2 separate regions of the Nomascus leucogenys genome follow, and region 2 is linked to region 1. Evidence: chromatin contacts called from public Hi-C data. All regions are on one chromosome and are shown on one strand. The core of a region is the stretch at or near the end of the contact, and the rest is flanking DNA. Distances in the headings are between cores, read along the strand shown. Region 1 overlaps PSMA1 (proteasome subunit alpha type-1). Region 2 has its middle 64 kb from the start of CALCA.

Region 1 (5,182 bases), core at 1,952-4,451:
AGGTATTATATCATATAAATGTTTCATAATTTATTTGACTAATATTTGATAGCCTTTAAACAGCTTGCTTTAAACTAGCCTTGTCTGCACCCACTCCCACCTTTATAAAATTTTAATTTTATTTGTTTATTTTTAGGACAGGCTCTTGCTCTGTTGCCCAGGCTGGAGTGCAGTGGTGATCAAAGTTCACTCCTGGGCTCAAGCAACTCTCCTGCCTCAGCCTCTGGAGTAGCTGGGTCTACAGGAGTGAGCCACTGTGCTGACCATTTTTTTTTTTTATTACTGTGTTTTTTCCCTTTCAATACTATCCATCTGGAGAAGGGAGAATATCCTGAGAATATATTTTCCAATATGTGTAACATGTATATACATCGTGTGTACATATGCATATTTAAAAAAATTTTAAAAACAAACAAACCTGAGTATAGGAGGCCAGGCGGGGTGGCTCACGCCTGTAATCCCAGCACTTTGAGAGGCCGAGGTGGGCGGATCACATGAGGTCAGGAATTCAAGACCAGCCTGGCCAACATGGCAAAACCCCGTCTCTACTAAAAATACAGAATTAGCGGGCATGGTGGCAGACGCCTGTAATCCCAGCTACTAGGGAGGCTGAGGCAGGAGAATTGCTTGAACCCGGGAGGCGGAGGTTGCAGTGAGCCGAGATTGCACCACTGCATCCAGCCTGGGCGACAGAACGAGACTCCATCTCAGGAAAAACAAACAAACAAACAAACAAACAAAAAACCCAAAAAAACCCTGGTATTTTAGAAGCTTTTTATTTTTAACTGGTTATTCAGAAGCTAAGGTTTTTTTTTTCTGGCAACAGCTAACACTTGGAATAGAGCAAGCTGGAATAGACATAATCGGGAAGAATAACAATTTAGAGTTATATCTAAACTGTATAATATAATTTTCCTCCCTCAGTGTGTGACTAAAAGAGAGGCCTGTACAAAAGCCATGGCACACTTGAGTTGTTTAGAAATATTTTTTTTCAGAAATTAAGCAATTATTACAGACTGTCATCTAGATAGTTGAGTAACAATGAATCTTACATGTTCATGGGAAACTTTCTTTTTCTTTCTTTTTTTTTTTTTTTTTTTGAGACGGAGTTTTGCTCTTGTTGCCCAGGCTAGAGTGCAATGGCACGATCTCGGCTCACCGCAACCTCTGCCTCCAGGGTTCAAGAGGTTCTCCTGACTCAGCTTCCCAAGTAGCTGGGATTACAAGCATGCGCCACCACACCCAGCTAATTTTTGTATTTTTAGTAGAGACAGGGGTTTCAAGCTGGTCTCGAACTCCCAATCTCAGGTGATCCGCCCACCTCAGCCTCCCAAAGTGCTGGGATTACAGGCGTGAGCCACCCCGCCCAGCCATTCATGGGAAAATTTCAGTTCAGCTTTTATTAGGATTTTTTTAATTCTAAAAAAATCCTGAAATAACTAATAATGGTCTTTAAATTGGAGAATTAGTGTTGTTTTTCTGTTCCATTCTTCCTGCAGGATACCTCTATTGATCAATTTTGCAAATGCTGGTTAAGAATCAGGGTGTATCCTGATCCAAATCCCCAAATCATGCTTTGAGGAGTTGAAAGCCATTAAAACCTCAAGAAACCAAATATCTCTTTTGTTGGTCCACAGGTAGGGCTTTTATATAAGAGCCACTCTGAAGTGTCCAGCCAAGCACTTTTAGCCACCAATATATATGCATAGAAGGTAATAATGAAAAGAACAGGTTTTGGAGCCAGACATTTCTCATTCCTTCAAAAAATATTTGCTGATCACCTTACTATATACTAAGCATTATTACTAACAATAATAACTGTTATTACTAATCCTGGCCAATGTCTTCTTATTTTCAAAATACACCTTTCTTAGGCCGAGCGGTGGCTCACGCCTGTAATCCCAGCACTTTGGGAGGCCGAGGCAGGTGGATCACCTGCGGTCAAGAATTCGAAACCAGCCTGACCAACGTGGCGAAACCCCATCTTTACTAAAAATACAAACATTAGCTGGGCTTGGTGGTGAGCGCCTGTAATCCCAACTACTCGGGAGGCTGAAGCAGGAGAATCGCTTGAACCCAGGGGGCGGAGGTTGCAGTGAGCAGAGATCGTGCCACTGCACTCCAGCCTGGGCGACAGAGCGAGACTCCGACTCCAAAAAACAAACAAACAGAAAAACAAGCAAAAAACCCCAGATATTTCTTCCTCTAATAGGACAAAGGCAGCATTTTTTTTTTTTTTTTTTTTTTTTGAGACGGAATCTCGCTCTGTCTCCCAGGCTGGAGTGCAGTGGCGCGATCTCGGCTTATTGCAAGCTCCGCCTTCTGGGTTCATGCCATTCTCCTGCCTCAGCCTCCCGAGTAGCTGGGACTACAAGCGCCCGCAACCACGCCCGGCTAATTTTGTTTTTGTGTTTTTAGTAGAGACGGGGTTTCACCGTGTTAGTCAGGATGGTCTCAATCTCCTTACCTCGTGATCCGCCCGCCTCAGCCTCCTAAGGTGCTGGGATTACAGGCGTGAGCCACCGCGCCCTGCCAAAGGCAACATTTTTTCGTGTTATGATGGCTTCAGAATTTCTTTTCCTTTAGCTTGTTGCTGGAGTGGCAAGGGCAAGAAGAGAACAGAGACGTTTTATGATGGAAGGAGTATGCTTACAAATAGGCCAAATATTTTCATTTGTTTTATTTCTTTATCTTTCCTCAAGACAAGAGAAAAAATTCAATCCTTAGTCTGCCAATAGACCAATAATTCCTAAGATATTGCTTACAATACAAGTAATATGTCCTTTAAAACTAATGTTTTCTAGAATTTCAGTGGCAAACTAAGTGCGCAGTTCCTTCCTCTACTGCTAGGTGGCAATTAATGCCTTATTTAGAAAAAAAAATTCTTCCTCCCTGACCCCACCACCCTCGCCCAGAAAAATACGTGCATTTTCTCTTCCTTAAGGTAAGACTTCCCTTAAGGATAATATTCTTTTATTCCTGTTTTGTCCAAGTGAATTTACATTCACCTTTTCCTTTAATTGTTAAGAATAACACATACAAATCAAACGCACACTGCAATAGCTAAGGAAGAATAGATCATATCTTTTAAAGAGGGTGGTTTCCAAACTGAGTGTATGTTCATGAATGATACAGAGTAGGAAGTTGCTATAACTTCCCTGCAGGGTTTTTTTTTTCAGTTTCACTAAAGAAAAATTTCCTGGCCCATACTAACATTATGTCTAATGTGATTAATTATAAATGTAACATTATTAAATATAAAATAAAAATAGAGAAGGAAAATAATTTTAAAGACCTAAAGGCAATTTTAATGTGGTAAAATTACTTTTTTTTTTTTTTTGAGACAGAGTATCACTTTGTCACCCAGGTTGGAGTGCAGTGGGGTGATCTCGGCTCACTGCAGCTTCCATCTCCCAGGTTCAAGTGATTCTCATGCCTCAGCCTCCCAAGTAGCTGAAATTACAGATGTGCACTGCCACACCTGGCTAATTTTTGTATTTTTAGTAGAGATGGGGTTTTGCCATGTTGGCCAGGCTGGTCTCGAACTCCTGGCCTCAAGTGATCCGCCTGCCTCGGACTCCCAAAGTGCTGATATTACAGGTGTGAGCCACCACTCCTGGACTAAAATTGCTTTTTAATGTGAACTATGGGAAAAACAACGAAATAAATATTCATAAAAGTAACTGAGGGGGTATAATATAAAATTTTTTTTTTCAGGCAATCTTTCAATATTTATTCCTAGCAAAATTACTTAAAAACTACACATAGTTCCTATGTATTTATAAGTCTAGTGAATCTGGTCTACATTTTTTTCTAAGTATGTTTAATTGTGTGTACATTGCTGTCTCCAACCTTCTTTGCCAAAAAGAATACGTGTAGCGGATGTTTGTTTTATATAAAATTCAAATATTGAATCCCTGTTTAAAGAAGACTCTCAGTTTGGGTCTTAAACTAAAGACTTTTCCCAGGCTGGACTCGATGAAGTCTAAAATCAAAAAGAAAAGCTGCTTCTGGCATTCTAGGCCTTCCCTACATCCAGATGGCCTGTCTGTAGCCTAGCCAGAACCAAACCCTTCCTGCTGCCTTTTCAGCTGGTCTTGGATGACAGCCCCATGCTGCGCCAGCTTCCATATCCCTTAACTCTTGAATGTCCAAGATTTTTAAGAAGAGGTGGGACTTCCCATGTGAATTTGGTTGAAAGGGTAAATCAAGTTTTATACTTGAAGTTTAGTTTGTAAAATATTTATTCACATCACTACCACCAACCCCCTCACAGGCTTCCTCCCACAGTAGCTCAGTCAGCCAATTGGCATCAGAGGGAGCACCGTTTGGAAGGGAGTGTGTGTGGGCAGCTTGCAGGTGAGGACAGGGCTGCCAAGGCAGACCATGCGGTCTGTCCTGTGCCTACACCCAGTACCTGACTTGTGCCTTTCCAGAGCATTTGTATACACACAGCAGTTCTGCTGTTTGGGGTGTGGGTAATTTCAAAAAGTACTTTTTAAAATAACTCATTGACAAGACTTACATTTAGCAAACAAGAATATGTAATGGCAGTATAAAATGACCATGCATGGATTTAAGTGGGAACTTCTTTGAAGTCGTTGGGCCAGAAAAACAAATCTACTCCATGTTTTAAAAGTACCTTTGGAAATCTTACTAGTGGCAGCCATTGTTTTCATATGGGTTCTCAAAGGCTTATTTGTCTGTGGGAATTTCAAAAGAAGGTAATACACAGGCAAACTACACTTGAAGGCAACATTTCTCTCTGGCTTTGCTTTTCTCCACAGAGAGATATTCTAACTGATTTGCAAGGGTGCTTCTCAGTTGGCCGGAATGAGATATTTTCAGATGAAAGCCTATGATTCTGTGTCACTTTCCCTCTTATTTTTGAATCTCATGTCTTAGTTCTGCAGTCACTGTTATTTTTAATTATTATTATTATGCCTGTTGTCAAGCTATTCCACGTTACACAGAGTTGATTAGAGACCTGACATATCCAGGCCAACATAAAGTCCTGGCTTCTAGATCAGACTACGTGAACAAAGAAAAAAAAGAAATCTACCAAAGTGCCAGCTTTTAGAAAGCTCTTAAAGGAAAAAAAGGAAGAAAAAAATAATTTTAAAAACCAAAACAAACTTGAGTTATAAAGAGTGGAGCTTAAGAACAGGACCCGCGGGCCAGG
Region 2 (5,182 bases), core at 1,052-3,551, 360 kb after region 1:
ATGGCTCTCAGCCAGAGGGAGTTGTGTTGATCAAAGTCTAGATCCTTCCTGGGAAAAATTCTCATTGAATGCATGATTGAGGGCAGGGCAAGCTACATAATTTGCAAAGTCCAATGAAAAATGAAAATATGGGTCCTCTTACTCCAAAATTATCAGGAACTTCATGACAGTAATAGCAGAGCATTAAACTAAGCATGGAGCCCTTGTGAGTATAGGGGCCCTGTGTGATTGCACAGATCATATGCCAATAAAGCTGGCCCTATTCCAGTGAGGCATAAAGGGTCAGGCTGGTTGCTTGAAGCTGGAAGAACTCTGAAGTCCTAGCCCAGCTCTAGAGCTCCCTGTGAGACAGGTCTTTCCTGTACAGTTCAACTTTTCTTTCTGCCCATTCCTACTTTCTTCACTCCCTTATAGGTGTTGATACCAGGGATTCCTCCCAATTACCTTTTGGCACACAAATCTCCAACTAAGAGTTTGCTTCCCCTGGAATCTTACATAACACACTATTGTTAATGCAAAATAAATGAGCATAAAATACAGGAAGAAAATACAGTAATTGTATAAGAATAATTTCTTTCTCTTCTGAATTTTACTGTATATGCTTACATGACATTTAAAATAAAAATAAGTTCCAATTTAAAAATGATACTTCTAAAAAAATACACAAAAGAAATGAAAGCATAGACTCAAATAGATAATTGTACACCAATTTCATAGCAGCATTATCAACAATAGCCAAAAGGTGAAAACCACCTAAATATTCATCAACATATAAAATAATGAACAAAATGTCATATATACATATGCAATGGTATATTATTTAGCCTTAAAAAGGAATAAAATCCTGTCACATGCTACAATATGATGAATCCTGAGGACATTATGCTAAGTGAAAGCCAGACACAAAAGGACAAATATTGTAGGATTTTACTTATATGAGGCACCCAGAATAGGGAAACTCATACAGACAGAAAGTATAATAGAAGTTACCAGGGGCTGGTAGAAGGAATAGTGGGGATTATTGTCAAATAAAGTTTCCATTGGGATGACGAACAAATTCTGGAAATGGATAATGATGATGATTTGCACAACATTGGGAATATAATTATTGCCACTGAACTGTATGATTAAAAGTGTTAAAATGGTGTTAAAAGGATTCTGTTCCTGCTTAGAATTTCAAAAGCAACAGAAGCATATCACTCCCACCCTAACAATGAGAAAAACCTGAATAATCTATAAAATCATAATTTTTTGGACCCACCAGAAAGCTGAAGTCACAAGGCAAACTGAGTCACAAAGTATACTGATTCAAAAGGGTAACAAGCTCCTCCAAGAAGAAATGGATCACATGAATTGCTTCAACTTTGGAAGAAGAGGTGGTACTTGTAAAAGCTGGTAAGCAGGACTGGATTTGAGCGAATGCGTGTGTGGGCATCATCCAATTGGTTGAGAGATTGATAGAACAAAAAGATTGGGGAAGGTTGGATTCCTAGCCCTGTCAGATCCTATTTCAAGTTTAGATACGTTCTTTGTCCTGGATGTTTTTGCACTCGTTTTTATCATTAAAGGCATTACGTTAAAATATTACTCTGGATTCCTGAGATTTTTGGCACCCCTTTACATTTTGCAATGGAAACAAGTGCCTCACTCATCTCACCCCAGTTCGGGCCTTGCAGGGCACTTTTATAGAGAAACTAATTTTGTTCACCAAATAAAACGAAGCTAGTCTTTGCCCCAGCAGTTTGCTTTCCCAGGTAAGGAGAGATCAGATATAAAATGTAGATGTGCTCTGGATTTATTCTTGGTTGAGGATTGCACCAGGCAGCAGCAACAAAACGATTTTGATTTGCTGAGTTCGAATCTAATTGATCCACACAGGTTTCCCTATTGCTCGGTATGCTTAGGTCTGGCGTGGCCCACTGGCTTCTGACAGGGTGGCTTTTATTTTGGAAGTCTGAGGACGCACTGGACGGTCGCCACATGGGGATTTCTGGTCGAGCAGTTTTCAGAGAATGAAATCAGTTCCTTCGCGCTTTTCCTGGGAGCATTTGCTGAGCGCCAGACTTAGAAAAGTTCGCCTTTCTAGGCCCAGATTGCACAAGGGGCAAGCAAAGCGTCAGAACAGCGCCCCCTGTCGGCGGCGAAGGCGTGGCGGCCCGCGGACCGGCGGACCCCGGGGCATACCCGCCGTCCGGGTGCACAGGCCCAGGGGCCCCACGACCTCGGTTGTCGGGACCGTGGGCTCCACTCAGGAGCCCACCGAATCCTTCGGCCTGACCAGGCGGGGGGTCTTCTTCCCAGTCCGCGGAAGCCAGGTCCAGGAGACGGCGGGGCTCGCTGTGCCTCCGGACCTACACTCTGCTCGTGGCCCGATCTCTGCAAAGCGTCCACTTTGGAAAGAAGTTTCACTTGCAGGGAAGGCGTGTGTACACAATGATGGTCCGTGTGTCCGGGATGTGAATGCCAACCAAGACTGCGTCCGTTGGAGTGTGCGCGAGTCCTCCACGAGGGTGCTTCTGGCAGTCACAGTTCACGAGTTAGCGAGAAGATGGCTGGGAGGAGGCGAGCCCCCGCCCCCGGGGCACGCATTTCGAACTCCATAGGTATGGGTGAGTTGGTTAGCACTGATGAGAGTGCTTGTCCTTATCTGAGTACAGACACCTGGTAACCTTCGGGCCTGCAGAGGCCCCTGTGCTCCTTTGGAGGGCGCTGCAGGACGGGCTGGGGTGCATCCGGGCCTTTACCCCAGGTAGCCGGCAAGTGAACTGGCCTGGATTGGCCGGCCCAGGGCACCTCCACACACACAGCTCCGCGGCACAAGGTAGCTGTGCAAAACGGTCTCTAGAGGGGCTGCCCTCGCCCTGATGGATGGGCAGGAAGGCGTGTGCATGCGTGTGTGTGTGTGTGTGTGTGTGTGTGTGTGTGTGTGTGTGTGTTCGCGCGCGCGTTGTGGTGCAGCCAGCCGGTCGTAGGCTGCGGTGAAAGGTGGCTTGTTATTCTGGGAGGGGGCACAGCAAAGGGTTTCACTTCCCCTGGGTGAGCCTTCTGGGGGTGCTGTCTTGGGCAGAGCGCCAGCCCCAGTGGTACCACTGCTGGGGAGCCCGCTGGGGTCCGAGTCCGCCCACTGTGGGGCTGTTATCTGCTCTTGCCATTAGCCCCGCCCGTTCTCTGCATTTCCCCTGGTCTCTCTCCTTTGATCTGGAGGCGCTGTTTCAAGGGCTGTCAGTCTCTGGAAGGGTAAATTCTGTTCCGGTCATTCTTCCAGTGGGCCCTTATCCCTAATCCTCCCTCTCCTCTCGCCTGCTCCCTTGGAGGCGAGCTCCCTGTTTGGGGCGGTCACGGCTCCGCGGCGTACCCTGCGCGAGGAGAGGCCCACTTCGGTGGCAACCTGAGCTGGGTCCAACGCTACGGTGTGTGCCCCTTGGGGAACAGTCCCTAAATCAGGGCAGGGTAGCAGGCGATCCCAAGGAGATAGGTTTGTCCAGGGGTCTGGCCTTCTAGAGAGGGATGAGGCACCCGCATCTACGTTCAGGTGAAGCTGCGGAGCTTAGTCCCTACAGACAGCCGGGCTGTCTGAGAGCAAGAGCCTTGGCTCTGTACCTGTCATTAAATGTTCCTGGGACTAGGAACGTGCAGAGCAGTGTGTGTGTGTGTGTGTGTGTGTGTGTTTCTCTGGGCTATTGAAATAACGACCTTGCCCCGGGAAAGATAACCCCAGCTGTCTAAGTGCCTAAGGAGGGAGACAATGAGCCTGCCTTCTTCAGCCATATTGGGCAGAAAGCCTTCCTGGTAGACTAGACCCACAGGATGGGACTAAGGCCCTTCAACCCCAAGCGGAACCCGGCACCCTCAGGCCTGGACATCTCTCCCTGCTCTGTCAAGCTTCCAAACCATTTATATTCATGAATGCCTTCAAACTTGAAGGCACCCCATTGGGGCAATGAGGCCTAGATAGTGTCCAGTTACTTGCCTGAGGTTACACAGGAACAGAGGCAGCACAGGAAACCTGGCCTCTAGCCACTCTGCCACACCAACCTCTTGGGGAAGGGCCCCAAAAGACACGAGGAACCCTAGGAGACATTCTAGAGAGCCCCCTGAACAAACGCAGAGCTGTGTGGAGCCTGGAGTTTTAAATTCCTATGAAGAACAAAGCCAAGGCAGACTACAGGAGGGGCAACTGAATCCCCTACATGTTCTAGGCCCTGGGGAAGGGTGCATAGAGAGATATTTCATGGGGAGGTGTGAAGGGATGGAAAGACTTGGAAAGGGGGCCTGAAGCCTGAGGAGACTTGGGGACTCCTAGTTAGGAAGTGCCTTTGGAAAAGCTATGGAAAATGGGCAGAGCCCAAGACATCCTCTAAAGAGTCCAGGATAGATGGGAAGAAGGATCTAGGCTGGTGGGCATGGTAGGGAAGAAAGCAGGTATTTAGGGCAGAAGCTCTAACCCACTCACTAGAAGGCGAGAGAAACCCCTAATATACCAGGTTACCTCAAACGATTGAAAAAAGCCGTGACAGTGACCCCAGCTGGGGATTAACTGACTTGCCTAAAGGCGGCATCATTTTTCTTGTTACATAGAGCCAACGAAGGCTCCCAGAAGTTCTCCCGCTTGCCAGCTCTCAGTCTTGTTCCTGTGCCAGCGGGCAGCCTCCAGGCAGCGCCATTCAGGTGAGACAGCTTGGAGCCAGGGGCGCCTCCGCTCCCACTGCCCCTGGGACCAGGCAGCTCTGTGCCTCTGAAGCCATGCATAGCTCCCGGTGAATCAGTGCCCACAGGTGGACCCTGCCCTCATGCCCTGTCCCCTGGGAGTCGCAGTGGCCACATCCTCAGGGGAAGAAGCAGAGACCAGGAAGCCTGGCTGCTTATCCTGGGGAGGGGCAGGCGGGGACTCACAGCCTGCATTGAGTTTGCTCCCCCTCCACAGGTCTGCCCTGGAGAGCAGTCCAGATCCGGCCACACTCAGTGAGGAGGAAGTGCGCCTCCTGCTGGCTGCACTGGTGGAGGACTATGTGCAGATGAAGGCCAGTGAGCTGGAGCAGGAGCAGGAGACAGAGAGCTCCAGGTGAGCCTCCCCAAGCGCCCAGAACAGGGCCTCCTCTCCCCGCAGCATACCAAGGAGGCAGATCCCAGGAGGTAGGAGAGAACACACTGGCAAGGGGTCCAGCAAGCTGATTTGTTCAGG

What was found. Hi-C and Micro-C count contacts between places; a contact is called where the count stands out from the background.
Region 2: a contact with region 1 is called in a Hi-C map of an unstated tissue, with 2.9 times the contacts expected there. The contact joins two enhancer-like sites. A contact is called at or near these places in 2 of 4 Hi-C or Micro-C datasets (a lymphoblastoid cell line and an unstated tissue).

Annotation. Positions count from the first base shown.
Region 1 is chr15:75,470,045-75,475,226 of Asia_NLE_v1, forward strand. All of the region lies in intron 2 of PSMA1 (proteasome subunit alpha type-1), which reads right to left. Among named protein-coding and RNA genes, the nearest start is that of COPB1, 34 kb to the left of the region's middle. Within about 2 kb of position 3,202, the one cell type or tissue checked has an H3K27ac peak away from gene starts, as active enhancers do. A contact at or near this core is called in a lymphoblastoid cell line, where this site is marked.
Region 2 is chr15:75,829,115-75,834,296 of Asia_NLE_v1, forward strand. No RefSeq gene overlaps it. Among named protein-coding and RNA genes, the nearest start is that of CALCA, 64 kb to the right of the region's middle. Within about 2 kb of position 2,302, the one cell type or tissue checked has an H3K27ac peak away from gene starts, as active enhancers do. A contact at or near this core is called in a lymphoblastoid cell line, where this site is marked.